Linked DNA regions of Mus musculus: regions 1, 2, 3, 4 and 5 are each linked to region 6. The links are chromatin contacts, called in public HiChIP or PLAC-seq maps. All regions are on one chromosome and are shown on one strand. The core of a region is the stretch at or near the end of the contact, and the rest is flanking DNA. Distances in the headings are between cores, read along the strand shown.

Region 1 (2,700 bases), core at 127-2,626, 370 kb after region 6:
GAGCTTATTGCTCCCCTGACTGCACTTCCGTGGCAGCTTCTTTAGACAGATGCTCCAGCTACACTTTGTGTCCACAGGGACATCTGAAGAAACACGAAGCATAAGCCCCACCCAAGCCTCTACTCCTATGGACTCTGCCGCATCACTCTGACCTGAGCCCCAGTTGGAAGTCTGGCTAGGTTTGGTATGTTGAGATGAAATAAAATGTGGGTGAGGCCCAGCATGGCCAAGTAACTTTTTTTTTTTTTTTGGTCTACATCGATCAACAGGTAAAATCAGAGATTTAACTAGCTAGTAGACCCTGAGTAAATTTGATCGGAGTTAGAATATTTGTGGGTTTTCCAAAGATAAAATGCTAGCTGGAGTTGGAGTTTCCTCCATATTTCCAAGCCTCAATTCTCCTTGCAAATAATCTAGCTCGGTTCAGACTTTACATATCTGCACAGAGTGCGCCATTATCAACTAACACACACACTGCACCCCTTATTTAAATAAAGATAGACACTGAGCCATGGAGAATTTCCTTTTACAAATGGAATGGAAAACTAAGGTACCTGGCTCACTCACATGACCCTCCCCTCCATTTGACTCCCTGTGCTCCAATTATCCAGTCACTCCATCCCTTTCAAAATCACTACTTCATCTTAGTGCTCTAGAGATGGAAATTTCCAAATTCTAGGAAAAGGTGGATTTTGTTGTTGGTTTTTTTTTTTTTTTTTTTTTTTTTTTTGAGTCAGGTCTTTCCAGGTAGGATAGGCTAGCCTGGAACTTGCTGTATTTCCCAGCAGCCTGGCTTCAAACTTTCCATCCTCCATCTTCAGAGTACTATGATTATGGGTGGATACCACCATGCCTGGGTCTGGCTTCTGTTTGTTCAATATGATTATGTAAGTTAAATAAAGAAACGGAAGAGATGTCCCCCGGTCCTCCATAAAAATATTCCAATTCTGGAAAATCTCAGGCTAACGGAGAGATTTGATCAACAGAGATTGAAAACCCCAGGTCCGGTGTAAAGGGTCAGACACTCTTACAGCACTCCCCAGCACAGCCCTATATATAGCTTTGCCTTCCCTTAAAAGCTTTTCCCTTGCTGCAGAATAAGCAATAGTTGGTTAGTGATTGACTCACCTTCTCTGGGTTGGGGTCTGAAGACAAGAACGTAATGCCCTTCTATTCCAGAGGGCAGAGATGGAGACCGCTTGCCTCTCAGGCCGTGTCTCCTACTGGTTTCTTCCTTTGACCTCCTCCTGACTTACCTAGACAGGTAAAAGCTTCACCCGCGCTGCATGGACACACCCTGCTACTGACTCTAAGCCAATCCTAGCTTCCCTCCCTACTCCTCATTCCAGCTGTTCAGTCAGGGAGGACTCAGGAGGGGAATCAGCCAGGAGGTGCTTCTCTGTCTTGGTCAATCACCTCCTGCCCCCGCCTCCCCACCCCACCCCCTCTTTACTTAGAGAGCCAATGAACTGCTACAAAGAAAGGGTAGGCGTGGTAGAAGGCTGGAGCTGGTTTGAGCTGAGTGGAAGGAGAGTAAAGAGAGTTTGGCAGGGTGGAGGCAGATCAATGGGACTCGACTTTCCGTCTTGAAAGGAACGCATCAGTCTGCTGCGCTCTATGGGCCCACTGAGAACCGGATTTGTTGTTTAGACAAGCCTTCCTCCACTTGAAGCTGAAAGTATTCTCCAGACTGCCTGCCATTCTGGTGCCTAATTTTGTAACCAGCTTTTCTAACTGCTCAGTCATTGACAGTTTCATATCCAGAAGAGGTTTCAAGGGTCTCAAGGTTAGGGATGTAGCTGAGTCACCCAGTCCCCAGAGCTTGCTGACAACTGTCCTGGCTTTTTTGTTTCTGGGGAAATAAAACTAATCTCTCTCTCTCTCTCTCTCTCTCTCTCTCTCTCTCTCTCTCTCCTATAGGAGGTATTTTCCGGATTTAAAAAAAAAAAAAAAAGCTTGATCAGCCAAAAAGGAGATATAGCACTTGAACTCTGTCATTTGGGTCTCTGGTCCCTTTTGGCTGCTTCGAGAAGGTGGCAATAGATATTAAACAAAAATAAAGTCAGCTGCCAACCAGTCTAGCAAGTACTTCTTTTGAGGGGAAATGTCTGGCATGCTTATGGAAAAGAGTAGGTCAGGGAGCCTCCTGCTTCCTGGAAGAAATCACCTCCAGGTACAGAGGCCACTTGCCAGACAGCAGTTCTGCTATTTCCCTGAATATAGGCTGAATATAGGCCATCCCCAGTAACCTTCAACTTTTAAAGGTGTATCACTTGCCAGCAGCAAAAAGAAAAGAAAAATTAGAAAAACCAAACCAAAATACCTCATGCACGAACCACTCAGTTTAAGCCCCTGCTGTATGCTGGCTATTACCTTAAGCATTTCTATGTCTTATTTAACTTTTGCTCCAACTTAGAAGCATTGCCCAATTCTTACAGCCCACACCTCACCAGGAGGTTAAATGACATGCCTGATATTTCCCAAGTAGTAGTAGAGCAGATATTTTAATCCAGATTGTCCACTCCCAGCTTGCTTCACAGTTACTGTTCCCGATTCTGTGACTGGATGCTCTGGTGAAAGCAATGTAAAGGAGGAAGGACTTGTTTGGGTTTCAGTTCAATGGCACACCGTGCTGGGAGGTCCTGGTGGTAGATGCTCCGGCCAGCTGGTCACACTGTATGCCTAGTCAAGAAGCAGAGA
Region 2 (2,700 bases), core at 80-2,579, 330 kb after region 6:
CAAGATTCTGTCTCCAATCAATCAATCAATCAATCAGTTAATCAATACTAACAATGACAATAGCAAAAGAAAACAGAGTCAAGGAGAAGGCTCAGGAGGTGAATGTGTTTGCCACCCAGACATGATGACATGAGTTCATTGTCTGGAACCTTCTGAGTGTATTGGCTCACATCTGTAAAGCTAGCTTTCTCATACAGAGATCGGAGGCAGAAACAAGAGACATAGTCAGAAGCTCATGGGCCAGCCAGCCTGGACTATATACCACAGCACAAATAAGGTGTGAAGAGAGAATAGTTTCCTGAAAATTGTCCTCTGGCCTCTATAAACATGCCTTGGCAGGAGTGTGTGTATGTGCATACCATTCACACATCACAGACACAGACAATGGTAATGCTATAATAGTAAATAGGACACCCTCCAAGAACAAAACAAAACAATATGAAAAACAAAACACAGCAGTCGAAGGGTACATGTAACTACTCAGTCCTCCAGCTCGCCTTGGCTTGCTTGCTTATTTGTTTGTTTGTTTGTTTGTTTGTCTGGTTTCTGGGCACCAAATCTTTCCAAGAATCTTAATTTTAGACGTTGGTTTTAATCCAGTTTTGGGCTGTTGCAACTGCCATTTCCTGGGTGATGGTTATGTCCTCCCATATCCCTCAGAAATACCTGCTGCTCCGGTCACGTGGAGCTTTAGAGTAATCATGTCTCAGCTGAAGGAGGGTGGTGCTCCCCCATCCCAGCATGCAATGTCCCTAATGTAAGCAGCACAACTAAGAGTCAAGCTTCTGCCTGTCCCTGACTGCCTTAGGGTTGGGGACAGGAGGATACATTATCAGGGGGGAGCTATGTGCACTATTCTGTGAGCTCTGGCCAAGGAGTGAGTCCTCAGTGCTTTGATGCCAATAAATGAATGAATCACACAGCATGAGGCAGAAATTATTGTTGAGGCACTTAAGGTCACTTCCATCTTCCTTCTCTCTTATGAAATGTCCATGTCAGGGCTGGTCATCTCCCCATCTCACAGTTAAAGAAAACAGACAGAGAGGCTGTGTGTCTTGCCTACAGTAAAGTCCCTTCACCCCAGCAAAGGGCCACTTCAGTTCCTCATCTGATTCTGGGTGTCTGTGGTGTGGATGTGCTCACGAGTCCTGATGTATGGACCAGTAGAACTGGAAACTGGTTTTTATTTTCACATCTGGAACTGAGACCTACCTATTAACCGCTCCTTCAGAAGCTGCCCAGCCCTGACAGGGAAATGGAGCCATACCCGGGACTGGGTTATGTAAGTGGAGGCTAGGCTGGTGCCAACTGTCTGGGCAGAGAGGGTGGAGATGGGCGCTCACCTCCTGAGGGTGAGTGTGGGCTCAGGAATGTGGTGAGGCCACTTTGAGCTGGGTAGGATGGGTCTTTGCCTCAGAACAACCTCTGGACAGGTTCAACCAGTTTGTGGCTTAGCCTATACTTCAAAGGGGTGGGCATTACATTTTCTACCTCACTCTAAGTAGCTGTCCCACCAGAAGGAAGCTAGTGGGTCAGACAGGAGGCAGTGGGGTGGCCCTGCGTGTGCCAGAAGAATTTGGGCTCAGGCCTAGAGGCTGCCTCCGCTGCTCTAGGAACAGGTCCCTGATACCACCTCTCAGACAAGTGACCAAGGATACTGCACAGCCTTTACTGGGCATGTCTCAGACATCTGTTTTCTTTAGCTCCGTTCTCTTCTCTTGAATCTGCCCTTGCTCTTTCATATATAGATAACCCAGCAGCCAAATTAAGCTTCTGAGACAGCACACCTGCATGTCACTTCTCCGGCTGTAGGCTCCCACTGTGTATCATATCCAAATTCTAGGCAGGACCAACAAGGCCCACAGTGGCCTTACTTTGTTCCATCTCCTGATTGTTAGGCAAGCCAAGTTGAAGTTCTTGGCAAGGACCCTGTGTTGCCTTGCCTCAGACCTGTGTGCCTGCTGTTCTCACTGCCTAGGAGAGCTCTCCTACCTCCAGGCCCTTTCTACTCTTTGTTTCCACTTGTATTATTCCAGTCCCTGTGTAGGATGTATGGTTCCCGTGTCTTTTTCACAGCTCTCTACCCACACTCTGCATCCCACATTAGGTCCTTATGTGTGCTCCAGGTGTTCTACAATATACCTTTACTGATTTGTCACAAGTGTAAGAAGCAGCTGCTATTTACTTGATGTCAAGCCTATAGTTCTATATAACGAAGGCTCCTTGAAGACCAAAGCTCACTGTCATTCTACTCACTGCAACATCCCTACTGCTGTGTATATGTGACTTAGGGGTTCTGTTAAGGATCTAGGACTCAGATTCAGCAAAGACTTACCAGGTACCTCTTTGTGTCTAACATGCTGTATCTTTATATAGATTCTTAATTAATTTGTTTAATTTCTACATACTTCATGCTAGAGTTTGGCATTTCAGGGCCAGAGTTTCTTCATTGTCTTCCTCTCCTTCCTTCTTCTTCCTCTTTCTCCTTTCTTTCTCTCTCTCGTTCTTTCTTTCTTTCTTTCTTTCTTTCTTTCTTTCTTTCTTTCTCTTTCTTCTTCCTTCCTTCCTTCCTTTCTCTCTCCTTTCTTTTTTCTTTCTTTCTCTTTCTCTCTCTCCTTTCTTTCTTTCTTTCTTTCTTTCTTTCTTTCTTTCTTTCTTTCTTTCTTTCTTCCCTCCTCCCCCTCCTTCCTCTTTCTTCTT
Region 3 (2,700 bases), core at 95-2,594, 460 kb before region 6:
GCTAGGATGCAGGGGGGAGGAGAAAGGAATCTCCATGACTCAGAGGAGAGATGCGGAGGGAAACATGTCAGTGTGCAGGCCGACTTGGTGCTGGAGCAGCTGAGAGTGCTATATCTTGTAGTAATTGTTGCAGTAATTCTCTCCATCCCTAATATGCCCTGGCAATGAAAACACGACTCAATTAATATGAATACATTCTGTGCGCCTAGATTAGGTAGATCTACTGCTACACTACCACCTTCCACATCTATGAGACCCCTTAGAATCCACAGGCAGCAGAAGGAGACTGTACCATGCTGGGTACAGCTTGAGCATAGGAGACTTCAAAGCCTGCCTCCACAGTGACACAATTCCTCCAAGGCCACATTTTCTAATGGCTTGTAGTGGTTTGAATATGTTTGACCCAGGGAGTGGCACTATTTGGAGATATTGCTTTGCTGGAGTAAGAGCGTCCTTGTTGGGGTGGGTTTTGAGATTCTCATCCTAGCTGCTTAGAAGACAGTCTGCTCCTGGCTTCCTATGGATGAAGATATAGAACTCTCAGTTACTCCAGCATCATGTCTGCCTGGATGCTGCTGTGCTTCCTGCTATGACGATTATGGACTGAATATCAGAACCCATAAGTCAGTACCAATTAAATGTTGTCCTTTATAAGAGTTGCCATGGTCATGGTGTCTTCACAGAAATGGAAACCCAAAGACAGGTCAAGCACTCAAACACATGAGTCTATGGGGCCATAGCTATTCAAACCACCACAACTAATTTTTCATAGAAAGATATCACTATATACATGTATTGAAACTTTGTGTGTGTGTGTGAGAGAGACAGAGACACAGAGAGAGACAAAGAGAGACAGACCTACACACAAACACATACACAGACATACAGAGAGACAGACACACAGAGAGACAGACAGAGATACAGAGAGAGACAGAGACAGACCTACACACAAACACATACAGAGACACACACAGAGACAGACACACAGACAGAGACAGAAAGAGACAAATAGAGACAGACAGACCTACACACAGACACATACACAGACACACAGAGATAAACACAGACACAGGGAGAGACAGACTTACACACAGACATATATTATATATGTATATATAAATATATATATGTATATATAGAGAAACAGAGGCATATGTATACATATATATGTTATGTATATATAGAGAGACACACAGACAGACAGAGGCAGGCAGGCAGGCAGACAGACAGACAGACAGACAGACGCACGCACGCACGCACGCACGCACGCACGCACGCACAAGAATAGAACTCAATACGTAACTGTATCACCGGGAACAAAGCCTTCTCTATTCCTGTTCAGTGTCTGGCTAAAGGACAGCAGGTGGCAGCAGAGTCCAGCCTGGGGTTGTAGGAGCAGCTAGAGAGAGAAGCAGTTTTTGAGTAAAGCCTTCCCTCTGAAAAATCTTAACACGAGAATAAAAATAGAACAATGAAGAGCTGGTGCCACGAGCTCCAGTCACTGCAGAGCCTGATGTCATTCACTGTCTGCCATCTGCAGAGCCTTGTCCTTCCAGGAGAAAGCAATGGTCCCAGGCTCTGAGTGGCCCCTCCCCAGCTTTGCTCAGGTCACAGGATGAAGCTGGCTCAGCAGGAAAGGGGCTCTGGGCAAGCGGAGCTGGAGGAAGGACTGATTTTTAGGAGACTGCAGACAATAAAGAGAAACAACAGAATGCTAAGTCAAAGGAGGTTGTCGCAGGAGACTACAAAATGCATGGTGCCACTGGAAGAAAAGTTCAGAAGAGGCAAATCTAGAGACAGAAAGAGATTAGTGGTTGTCCAGGGCATGGGGAGGTGGTAACTGTGGCAGAGCTTCTAATGAAGACCTACTTTCTTGACAGGATGGAAAGATCCTGAAATTTGACTATGTTAGGGGTTGTAAAATTCTCTAAGTATGCTAAGAATCATTGAGTTCTACATTTGAAATGGGTGAAATTTATAGAATGTACGTTTTCTTATAAAGATAGATCATAGGCCTGGCTTCTCTCTCTTACTTGCTATGGTCCCTCAGTTTCTTTTCTATACCTACAAAAATTAAGTCAGGATAATCTAACGAAGGCTATAAAAATGTCAGTCCATAGTGAACATGGAATTCGTGTCATTTTGTTTTCCTGGTAAGATGACATTTTATCTCAAAGCTTAGCTGTGTCATGTTTTGCTTTTGATACAACGACAAATGTCTCCACTGCCTTCTATTCCCACACCAGATATTTTCAATGAACAACTTTGCTTATTACACAACATTGGGAAGTCTCTGAGAACAGAAGTTAATAGTGGTGTTGTGCTGGGAAGGGTCTGAGTAGGAGGGAATATCCCTCCCTTCGACTACAAGGAGAACAAGACAGAGTCACTAGAGCATCCCTGCAGTGCAGCCTGTGCAACCATTGCACAATGGGATCCCAGTCCCCACCATTGCCAAAGGTCTCAGATCGGAGGATCAACGATGTTATAGTAAAAACCATTTTCAACTTGTAATTACTATTGTAATGATTCAGTTTCTCGAGAATGGTAATTGTATAAAATTGCTCTTGCAGTTTTCTTTTCAATACAATGTGCCTGTAAACCATGGATATCCCCTTTGTAAAAAGACACTGTAGATAGTTGAACATTTGATTATAGCAAAGTCATTAGTTTCTTGTTACACATTATTGGGTTTAATAT
Region 4 (2,700 bases), core at 13-2,512, 380 kb before region 6:
TTTGCATACAAGATTCTTCCTCTTCTTCCTCCGCAACCATGCTTTCTCTTACTCTTCACCTTGTGCTCTGCTGCATAACACTGGACTCCTGTTGCTTCCCTTAATCTGCCAAGCATGCTTAGCAGAGTCCTGCCTTGAGACTCTGAAGCTTCTTCTTCCTAGCACACTAGCATTTTCATAGTTCATTTCTCTGCTGTCTTGAATCTCTACTTGAAAGTTACCTTATTAAATAGCCTTTGTGACAGTTCTCTAGAAAATGTACCCTGACTTGGTATTTTCTTTTTCTTTTTTTTTAAATGGAAATCAGAGTTAGTTTTTTTTTTTTTAAGATTTATTTATGTATATGAGTACACTGTACACACCAGAAGAGGACATCGGATCCCACTACAGATGGTTGTGAGCCACCATGTGGTTGCTGGGAATTGAACTCAAGGACCTCTGGAAGAGTAGTCAGTGCTCTTAACAGCTGAGTCATCTCTCCAGCCCTGACCTGTTGTTTTCTGTTCGATTAATTTCAAATCACTTTCCCCCACTCCCCACTGTCCTCTAATGTTCCTGTGGGAAAAGGATTTTGTTCTGCTCTGTCTTTAATGCTTACAAAGTGCTTGGTAGGTATTTGTTGATTGAATACATCAGCCTATTACTGATTCAGTATCCTCTGTAGAAGGAGTCTCTTGGACCAGTGTTGCAGTATAGCGTTTGGAGACGGTATGGACAATACAGCTCTATTTGTTTAGAATAGGAATTTTCTTAATGTAAAAGGTATTTATTAACTTAAGTCCCAGTTTTAGCTTTAGGAGTATCATTTATTAATCAAAAGTCAAAGGATGGATTAGAAAGGAACTGAGAGACCATTTGATCATTTTCTGCCTTGCTGTCTATGTGAGAAGATAAGTGAACTGTCCAAAGTCATTAAGCTGGCTGAGGGTCAGTCTGAAAGTAGGCTTCTCACATCTGCGTTCATAGTCTTTCTTACATTTGTTTCCCTAGCGGTGGGAGTTCTTGAACTTTGAGATTGACATTTTTTTCTCCAGACTCTAAACAGGAGCCTTTCTCTGCACATTATAGGTCAGTATAGATGGGTAATGACTCAGTAATATGTGGAAAATCCCAGAGACTGACTGATGAGAATAGAAACTACCCAAGATGTGCTATGAACACCAAAACATGCTTCCTCTTTTTATTGGCAGGAGATGTATAGGGTGTAAAGGAAATGAGCCTTTGACACCCCAGTTGTTTTGTTACAGGCCACAGTGAATGTGTCTGCCATTTAAATTCAGATTTTTTGATGACTGGCCAAACCAGCTGCAAGCCTAGTCCTTTGGACTAGAAGCCTTGATTTTGCCAACTGTTCATTTTCTTGATAAACTTCATTATTTCAGGCATTTGTGTATAGCTAGCTTATTGTGGGGTTGTCAGAGAGGTATAGAGCTATTTCTTAGAGACAGTCATTCCTCCCCAAGTAGCATGTGTCCTGAAGCTGGCCCATCTCCATTCTTTTTGTAAGCATGTAAGGTCTTTTGTTTTAAATGATGATGTGAGCACAGACTGTTTAAAAAGGAAAAAAAAAAAAAGCAAACATTGGTAGGAGTGTGCTTTTAAATTGACCAAAGTGTAATTGGAGTGAGATTAATAAAAAGACAAGTTTATTTAACTACTTGCTATCTGGTTTGTGATACAGGGTATCCTCATTTGATTTAGAAGACACTTTGATCATTCATGAAGGAGATACCGTCTCTAATTCTCTCTATAGCGTATTATACTTGCAATCATCTTTATACCCATGCTTCTACTACATGAGTTTTATCCAAGCAAAGGTTCTGAACTTGACAGATACATATTTTGAAACAAGTGAAGTTCCAGTGTAGCTGTGCCACCTAGAAAGATTCATTTTGCTTTAATTACAAAGCCCATTTTAACTTAGTTTTTCTAACCAAAATACAGAGCAGAAAGATTTAAGGCTATGCTTTAAGATACTCAGTAAAGGGCTAGAGAGATGGCTCAGTGGTTAAGAGCATTGACTGCTCTTCCGAAGGTCCTGAGTTCAAATTCCAGCAACCACATGGTGGCTCACAACCATGTGTTATGAGACCCTCTTCTGGTGTGTCTGAAGAAAAAAAAAAGATACCTAGTGAAACAAAACTCATAAAATTAGGAACCAGGAGATTGTCTGTAGACGGTTTCTTGTTTAGGTTGGGTATCTATTTTATATCTCCTGACTTTGTAAGGTTATTTTTTGGGTGATTCTCACATATGAGTCTCAGTCACTTGTGGAATCTTTTGATAGAGAGAAGTCAATCCTTGAGTAGCTGAGTTTTGGTTCCTATAGATTTTCTTATAGAGAAGCTAGAGGAGCTGTCAGGATTAGAAGTCGTCTGATGGTTTTGGTGGCTGGAATTGTGCTAGATTCTGACTTACCTTCTTTTAACCCATGGCGAATTCCCTGATCCTTTTGAGGTAAAGGCAACTTACAACATAAATAGTGAGGCAGTTAAATCCTCACCAATTCTTATTTTCTGTGTTAAAATATCTTAGAGTTTAGTCCTGCTTTTCTCCTTTTTTTTCTTTTTGTTTTTTCCTAGTAGTGTTTTTAATTGGCAATTTCATTTACACATAAGTAAAAGGATATTAACCCAGCTCTGGAAATAAAACTAAGCCTGTATATTAGTTCCCTAATTATTCTTCCTGTTCCACTTTTTT
Region 5 (2,700 bases), core at 32-2,531, 470 kb after region 6:
TTGTGTGACCTAAACTGCTGATATCTTGACAATAAAATCTGGAATTGCCCCAAAACTTATTTCTAAACAGGTCCACATCCTGCCTTGTCCTATTAACCTTTCCTGGTGTGTAGTGGGCTATAAGAGAGATAAAAGTATTTAGGGTTTGAAAAATCTAAGCCTACATCAGTAGATTAGGATTTGGTTTAAATTTAGTAGATTCTAATGGACCATGTGACTAAAGTTCCTGGAAAGACATTAAACAATCCATGGAGTCTGGTGAGAACGGCAGTGATCACAGAGAGGTTGGGACACTGCAGGTCCAGAGACTGGTGACAATCTGGAGCAAGGCGTATCTTTAGCTTCCTGCATAACGATCCCTTGCCCACTTTTATATTTCATCTAACATCCTTGTAATTGTTGTGTGAAACCTTTTGGGGTATATTAACTTAACAGATCACTGGATTGCATCAACCTAGAAGACAAGAATGTCCTCGGATATCATCTGAGGGCCACAGCAGCAGTTTCCTGCTTTGCTGTAACCCACTGTATTTGTAGCAAAAATTTGAAAAGTGTTTGTTTATGACTTCCTTGTTTCTGTGGCTATAAAATTTTCATGAAACCATGGTCACACTGAAACATGAGGTTGGTAAAAGCTGATCCTGTGTTCCTTGGTCATGGTCACTAATATTTGGCTCTAGAATAAATGATCTCTTACTGCCTTTGAAGACAGAGCTGAGTTGGTTTTTTTTTTTTTCCGTCCTCATCCAACAGTGTTTATGGATTACTATCACACTTCCTTGTGTTTATTCTATATAATTTCTATAGTAATTATAATATATACAAGATGTAAATACTATGAAAATTCTTTTTACATGGTGTTGCTTAGGAAATAATGTAGAAGATAGTTTGTACATGTTCAGTACAGATAAAACCACTTTGTCTCTACCTACACAATCTACCAGCCAACCACTGGCATCTGCAGAATCCACAAGTGAGAAGACTGTGGTTACAGCAGTAGAAACATCCTCCCAGTTGCCTCACAGGCAGGCAGGACAAAACCAAACACTAGTATATGTTATCACATTTGAAGGTAGGCTGAGAGTAAGGATCTGCAGTTAATCCTATACAAGAACTATGACTGACTCCATTCCTATCTGAACTCATCCCCACTTGCTCTACCAACAACCAACCACACCACTGGAACTTCAGATTTTGATCAGAACATTTGCCTGAAAGGAAAGAATGTTGTGGTAATTCTGTTCCAGGGAGGGGCAAAGAATGTCAGTAACCAAAGATACTTCATTCTGAGAGGGGCGAAAAACCCAAGGCAACACTAGAGTCTTCCTACGTCTTATTCAGATACCTACAGGTCAGTCATTTCCTAAACACTCAGACTACCTCAGGGAAAAGGCTAGAGGTTTATCACCTTGATGAGTACAAAATTAGGGAAAAGGTAATGACCAACAAGGAAAGAAGGTGCCTAGTAGATTAGAAATGAGTGCTACCATTTTTTTCTGATTCTGAAGGCAAATGTGTTGGTTTATCTACTCCCTGTATGAGAGTGAAAATGGCAAATGATACTAGCTACCCAATGAGGCAAAAGGGCTGGAGAGTGGGACACAGGAAACTCACAGCACAGGGGAGACTGGAGCTAGCCACACAGAAAGTCTTCATTGTATCTTCTGTCCCTTACTTTTCTAGAATTGGCATTGTGCCCTTGCTAAAAAACAAAACAAAACAACAACAACAAAAAAGACTTTGGATCTATATGTAAAAGCCAGACCATAAAGCTTCTATGAGAAGCCACAGGAGTGAATCTTTAGGTCTTGAGTAGGCAGCAACAAGAAAAAGAGAAAAGTTGGACTACATTAGAATTAAATAAAAAATACTCGTGTGCCTAGTGAGATCCTGTTAAGGATGAATGGGAAACTGGGCCTGGTGTCTGCCACCTATAATTCCAGCACTTGGGAAATAGAGGCTAGAAGACAGGACATTTAAGGACACAATGAGCTACTGTGACTTTAGCGGGGCAGCCTTTCTCCATAAATACAGGAAAGGTAAAGAAATAACTTTCACAGGTTAACAACAAAAGGTGGTAAATTGAATTTAAAAATGAATCTGTTTGAATGCACATTTCTCCAAAGAACGGACTTACGCGAACTGCTGGCATCTATATTGTTTATAATATAGATGATCTCTAAGATGACAGATTGATGTATAATTTTCAGAACTGTCAGATGTGCATGTCACAGAAAGCATACTTTGACTTTTGAAGTTTGGTCTTCTCTTGGATTAGCAATACCCAGTGCGGCAGCCTCCCATGAGACTGAGCAGTGGTGGGAACTTGCAGCTCCCAGTCAAGCATGGCATCGGGAGGGGAACTGACTGATGGTTTGGGAGGGAATGTGCTACCAGTGGGGTTTGGGATGGTGAGTTTTATGGTGTCCATCCCGTAGTGTCTACAGAATGCCCCCTCTTTGTGTGTGTATGATTTTTAGCATTTTAGTACACGGTAGGCTTTATAGACGGCTTTGTCTGAATGTAGCCTAAGTGTTCTGAGTATGTTTAATGTAGATTAGGCCAAGCCATGCTATTTGGTGGGTTTGACGGTAATACTAATGCATCAATTCAAGAGGATCTGGAATCCCCTAAGAAATAAGCCTCTAAGCACACCCATGAGGGATTAGCTAATAGACAAGCCCCTGCCCTTGTCTTAGA
Region 6 (2,700 bases), core at 54-2,553:
AGAATTATCACCACAGGGATGAGCGAGAAGTATTGAGCACTGAAAAAGCGCTTGTCTCCTTGATCCATAGTGAGTTGGATCTCAAGAGGGGGCCTACAGTCCTCCACCTGTTCATCTCTGTCTTCCTTGGAACAAGTATCTTCCGGAAATCTAAACAGGGAACAGCAAATGAGTCTTGCCATCCTGGGCTATGTCTCCAACGCCCTTTTCTCAGGGCACTGTCTCGTCTCCAGAGTTTTGTTGGGACATATTAAAGACTTTGTGTGACCATGGGTCAGGTCTCATCTTTAATTTGTCTGTATTAGTAAGTAAACCAGAGCTTTGTATCTATCTTGTTCCTTTGTCTCATTTCTTAACTGCTGTAACAGTCAAACCCTTGTGGATCTCAGCAGTGCTACAGGCCAGTTAGGCCCAGAGATTTGTACTAGAACTAGGTTGCTTCAGGACTACTTATTGGCTATGGCCGCAGGGACCATTTCCCCAACTCTAGAACCATTTCCCAGCCCTTCCCCTTGCTCTATAATCGCAATGAATTAAGAACACAAATGTATAAGTGTACCTCCCAGAGAGACATGAAGTTTGTGGGTATTTTAAGACAGAGTCTGTCTTTGTTGTTCAGGCTGGCCCTGTGACTTGTTATCCTCCTGCTTCAGTCTCCTGCATATAGCCGGGATAACAGGTGGCTAGAGTGCCCCATTCCATCTTGGGTCATTTTGGGTTTATATAAAAATATGTTCGAATTCATAATAATTAAATTGTTCGTGGTATCACAGTAGTACATTCTTCTCAGTGAAAACCAGTAAGTCCATGAGAGAAAAAAAAAGTAAAACTCACAAGTATGTTAAGGAAATTGTTACTATTGCCTGACACCTGATCCTAGGATGAATAGTCTCTCTTATTCCCCCAGTCCTGGCCCCCGGATTCTCGCTCTGCTCGGGTACCCCTCACCCCCCACCCACAGAGTCCACGTAGAAAGATTCTTATCAATTATCCGTTTCTTTCAAAATACATCTCCTCCAATTCTCCGATGACCTGTCTTCTAGATCCAAGCAGCTGGAGGAGTGAGGGTTTTGTTTGAACTATCCAGCAGCTTTTCTTTTGCCCTCCTCCCTTTCCCCTCTGCCCGGCCCGGGTTAAGAACTAGGATGTCTCGATGCCCTCCACAAGCCCGCTTGCTCGCAGTCCCTAAGCTCTCCCGCCACTGGACTTCCTCCCCTTTAAGGCCCACCCCTCCCCCATGTCCACGCCTCCCAGTCAAGCCCCACCCTCGATCCTCCCCTTTAAGGACTAGCCCAGGACGCCGAGCAGCCTGTGACGCGGCCGCCGCCCCCGGGCTGGTACTTCTCGGCGCGGCGATTCCTCCGGCCGGGCCCTGCCGTCCCGCGTTCCCCGGAGCGCACGTCTCCGGGGGGAGGGAGCAGGGCTGGTGGGCGCCCGCGGCGCACAGCGGGACCCACGGGGCCCCGCGACCAGCCGAGCCTGGAGCCGGGCCGGGGCGGGGCAGCCGGCTCCAGCCCGGAGCAAACTTCGCCGCCGGGCGGGGCGTGGCGGGGACCCGGGCCCGAGCCGGAGGAGGGGGCGGCCGCGGCCCCTGCCTCTGCGCGCGAGTCGCCGGGCACCATGCTGTCGGGCTCTCCGGGCCAGACTCCGCCGGCGCCTTTCCCCAGCCCTCCACCGCCAGCCCCGGCCCAGCCGCCGCCGCCGTTCCCCCAGTTCCACGTCAAGTCGGGCCTGCAGATCCGAAAGAACGCCATCACCGACGACTACAAGGTCACCAGCCAAGTGCTTGGCCTGGGCATCAACGGGAAGGTGCTGCGGATCTTCGACAAGAGAACCCAGCAAAAATTCGCCCTAAAGGTAAGTCTGGGCCGCCCGGGATCGCGCTGAGATCCGGTGCAGCTTCCGGTCACCCCGCGAGTGGCCGGCACCCGAGAGGACTCACGGGGACTGCCATGTTGGGGTGTGAGTGGGATCCAGCCTGGTGGCCACTCTTGGGACCCGGACGGCCTCTGCTCGCTTTACCCGGCGCCGAGGACACGGTGGCCTCGTCCTCCCTCCCTCCTTCCTTTCTGCGGGCACAAAAGGCCCTTTACTCATTGAGCTGGTTGGTCGGTCGGTTTGGAGAAGTTCGCTCTCTGAGGTTTCCTTAACCCTACTCCTTATTTGGGAGCCGGAATGTGACTTCGCTCTCCTCGGCCTCGCGAGGTCGGCGCGCAGCGGTGGGGCGCGTCGGCGCGGAGCGGCGCGGCACTGGAGACTGGGGACCCCGCCTCCGTGCCCCGCGATCGTCTGGAACCGCCAGCGCCTGGCCTGCGCTGCCCCTTAGGCTTGCGCCGGGCTGTTTCCATTGCTCCCTCCACCGTAGGAAACCTTGTCTGTAAGCCAGGCTTGGCCTAGTGCTGGTACACTGGTCCCTGGTAGCCGGAGACTCAAAGGCAGGAAATACTATTCCTGCATTTGGGAAACCCACTCTTAATCTCTGTGGGTCTACCCGTCTCTGCTTCTGTCGGTGGTAGTGGAGAATGGGGATTTCAAAAGGTCCAAGTGAAGCAGGGAAGGCTGTCATTCAGGGTCACTGCAAAGTTTTCTTCTCTCAAGGGTTTCAGGTTACACCATATCTCTAAAGGTCACTTGTCAGGTTTCTTTCTCCTGGGGTGTCTCAATGATTGGAGGAGCAAAGTACTTCCTGTGTTATATTTT

What was found. HiChIP or PLAC-seq counts read pairs in DNA pulled down with a chosen protein or histone mark.
Region 1: an H3K4me3 HiChIP or PLAC-seq map of embryonic stem cells shows a contact between it and region 6, with 15 read pairs. The contact joins the promoter of AA986860 here to the promoter of Mapkapk2 in region 6. A contact is called at or near these places in 10 of 39 promoter capture datasets (the 3T3-L1 cell line, 3T3-L1-derived adipocytes, the HPC-7 cell line and 5 more), 9 of 115 datasets of contacts at active chromatin or transcription factors (astrocytes, embryonic stem cells, extraembryonic endoderm stem cells and 4 more) and 1 of 9 other capture datasets (pancreatic islet).
Region 2: a contact with region 6 is called in a FOXA1 HiChIP or PLAC-seq map of pancreatic cancer cells. The contact joins the enhancer-like site here to the promoter of Mapkapk2 in region 6. A contact is called at or near these places in 3 of 39 promoter capture datasets (embryonic stem cells, liver and pre-B cells) and 6 of 115 datasets of contacts at active chromatin or transcription factors (differentiating embryonic stem cells, embryonic stem cells, extraembryonic endoderm stem cells and 3 more).
Region 3: a contact with region 6 is called in an H3K27ac HiChIP or PLAC-seq map of T-cell acute lymphoblastic leukemia, with 3 times the contacts expected there. The contact joins the enhancer-like site here to the promoter of Mapkapk2 in region 6. A contact is called at or near these places in 9 of 39 promoter capture datasets (the 3T3-L1 cell line, the HPC-7 cell line, HPC-7-derived erythroid cells and 6 more), 1 of 15 datasets of contacts at CTCF or cohesin (the NIH/3T3 cell line), 3 of 484 Hi-C or Micro-C datasets (the G1E-ER4 cell line, embryonic stem cells and female germline stem cells), 14 of 115 datasets of contacts at active chromatin or transcription factors (the SCID.adh cell line, T-cell acute lymphoblastic leukemia, acute myeloid leukemia and 9 more) and 1 of 9 other capture datasets (liver).
Region 4: a contact with region 6 is called in an H3K27ac HiChIP or PLAC-seq map of microglia, with 4 times the contacts expected there. The contact joins the enhancer-like site here to the promoter of Mapkapk2 in region 6. A contact is called at or near these places in 1 of 39 promoter capture datasets (the C10 cell line), 4 of 115 datasets of contacts at active chromatin or transcription factors (bone marrow-derived macrophages, microglia, pancreatic cancer cells and 1 more) and 1 of 9 other capture datasets (liver).
Region 5: an H3K4me3 HiChIP or PLAC-seq map of pro-B cells shows a contact between it and region 6, with 3 times the contacts expected there. The contact joins the promoter of Zp3r here to the promoter of Mapkapk2 in region 6. A contact is called at or near these places in 1 of 39 promoter capture datasets (embryonic stem cells), 5 of 115 datasets of contacts at active chromatin or transcription factors (the SCID.adh cell line, embryonic stem cells, large pre-B cells and 2 more) and 1 of 9 other capture datasets (pancreatic islet).

Annotation. Positions count from the first base shown.
Region 1 is chr1:130,730,652-130,733,351 of GRCm38.p6, reverse strand. It overlaps AA986860 (expressed sequence AA986860), which reads right to left and starts at 1,376. Exons shown (of 4, transcript NM_177604.3): 1 at 1,129-1,376.
Region 2 is chr1:130,769,355-130,772,054 of GRCm38.p6, reverse strand. The region is part of intron 2 of Gm28856 (predicted gene 28856); the gene reads right to left. Among named protein-coding and RNA genes, the nearest start is that of Gm28856, 4.3 kb to the right of the region's middle. Within about 2 kb of position 1,329, at least 43 of the 459 cell types and tissues checked have an H3K27ac peak or open chromatin away from gene starts, as enhancers often do. A contact at or near this core is called in pancreatic cancer cells, where this site is marked.
Region 3 is chr1:131,553,990-131,556,689 of GRCm38.p6, reverse strand. No RefSeq gene overlaps it. Among named protein-coding and RNA genes, the nearest start is that of Fam72a, 27 kb to the right of the region's middle. Within about 2 kb of position 1,344, at least 66 of the 459 cell types and tissues checked have an H3K27ac peak or open chromatin away from gene starts, as enhancers often do. A contact at or near this core is called in the SCID.adh cell line, T-cell acute lymphoblastic leukemia, bone marrow-derived macrophages and 4 more, where this site is marked.
Region 4 is chr1:131,472,418-131,475,117 of GRCm38.p6, reverse strand. All of the region lies in intron 2 of Srgap2 (SLIT-ROBO Rho GTPase activating protein 2), which reads left to right. Among named protein-coding and RNA genes, the nearest start is that of Srgap2, 54 kb to the left of the region's middle. Within about 2 kb of position 1,262, at least 40 of the 459 cell types and tissues checked have an H3K27ac peak or open chromatin away from gene starts, as enhancers often do. A contact at or near this core is called in bone marrow-derived macrophages and microglia, where this site is marked.
Region 5 is chr1:130,628,187-130,630,886 of GRCm38.p6, reverse strand. It overlaps Zp3r (zona pellucida 3 receptor), which reads left to right and starts at 1,281. Exons shown (of 12, transcript NM_009581.2): 1 at 1,281-1,351.
Region 6 is chr1:131,096,446-131,099,145 of GRCm38.p6, reverse strand. It overlaps Mapkapk2 (MAP kinase-activated protein kinase 2), which reads left to right and starts at 1,303. Exons shown (of 10, transcript NM_008551.2): 1 at 1,303-1,857. The coding sequence starts at 1,621.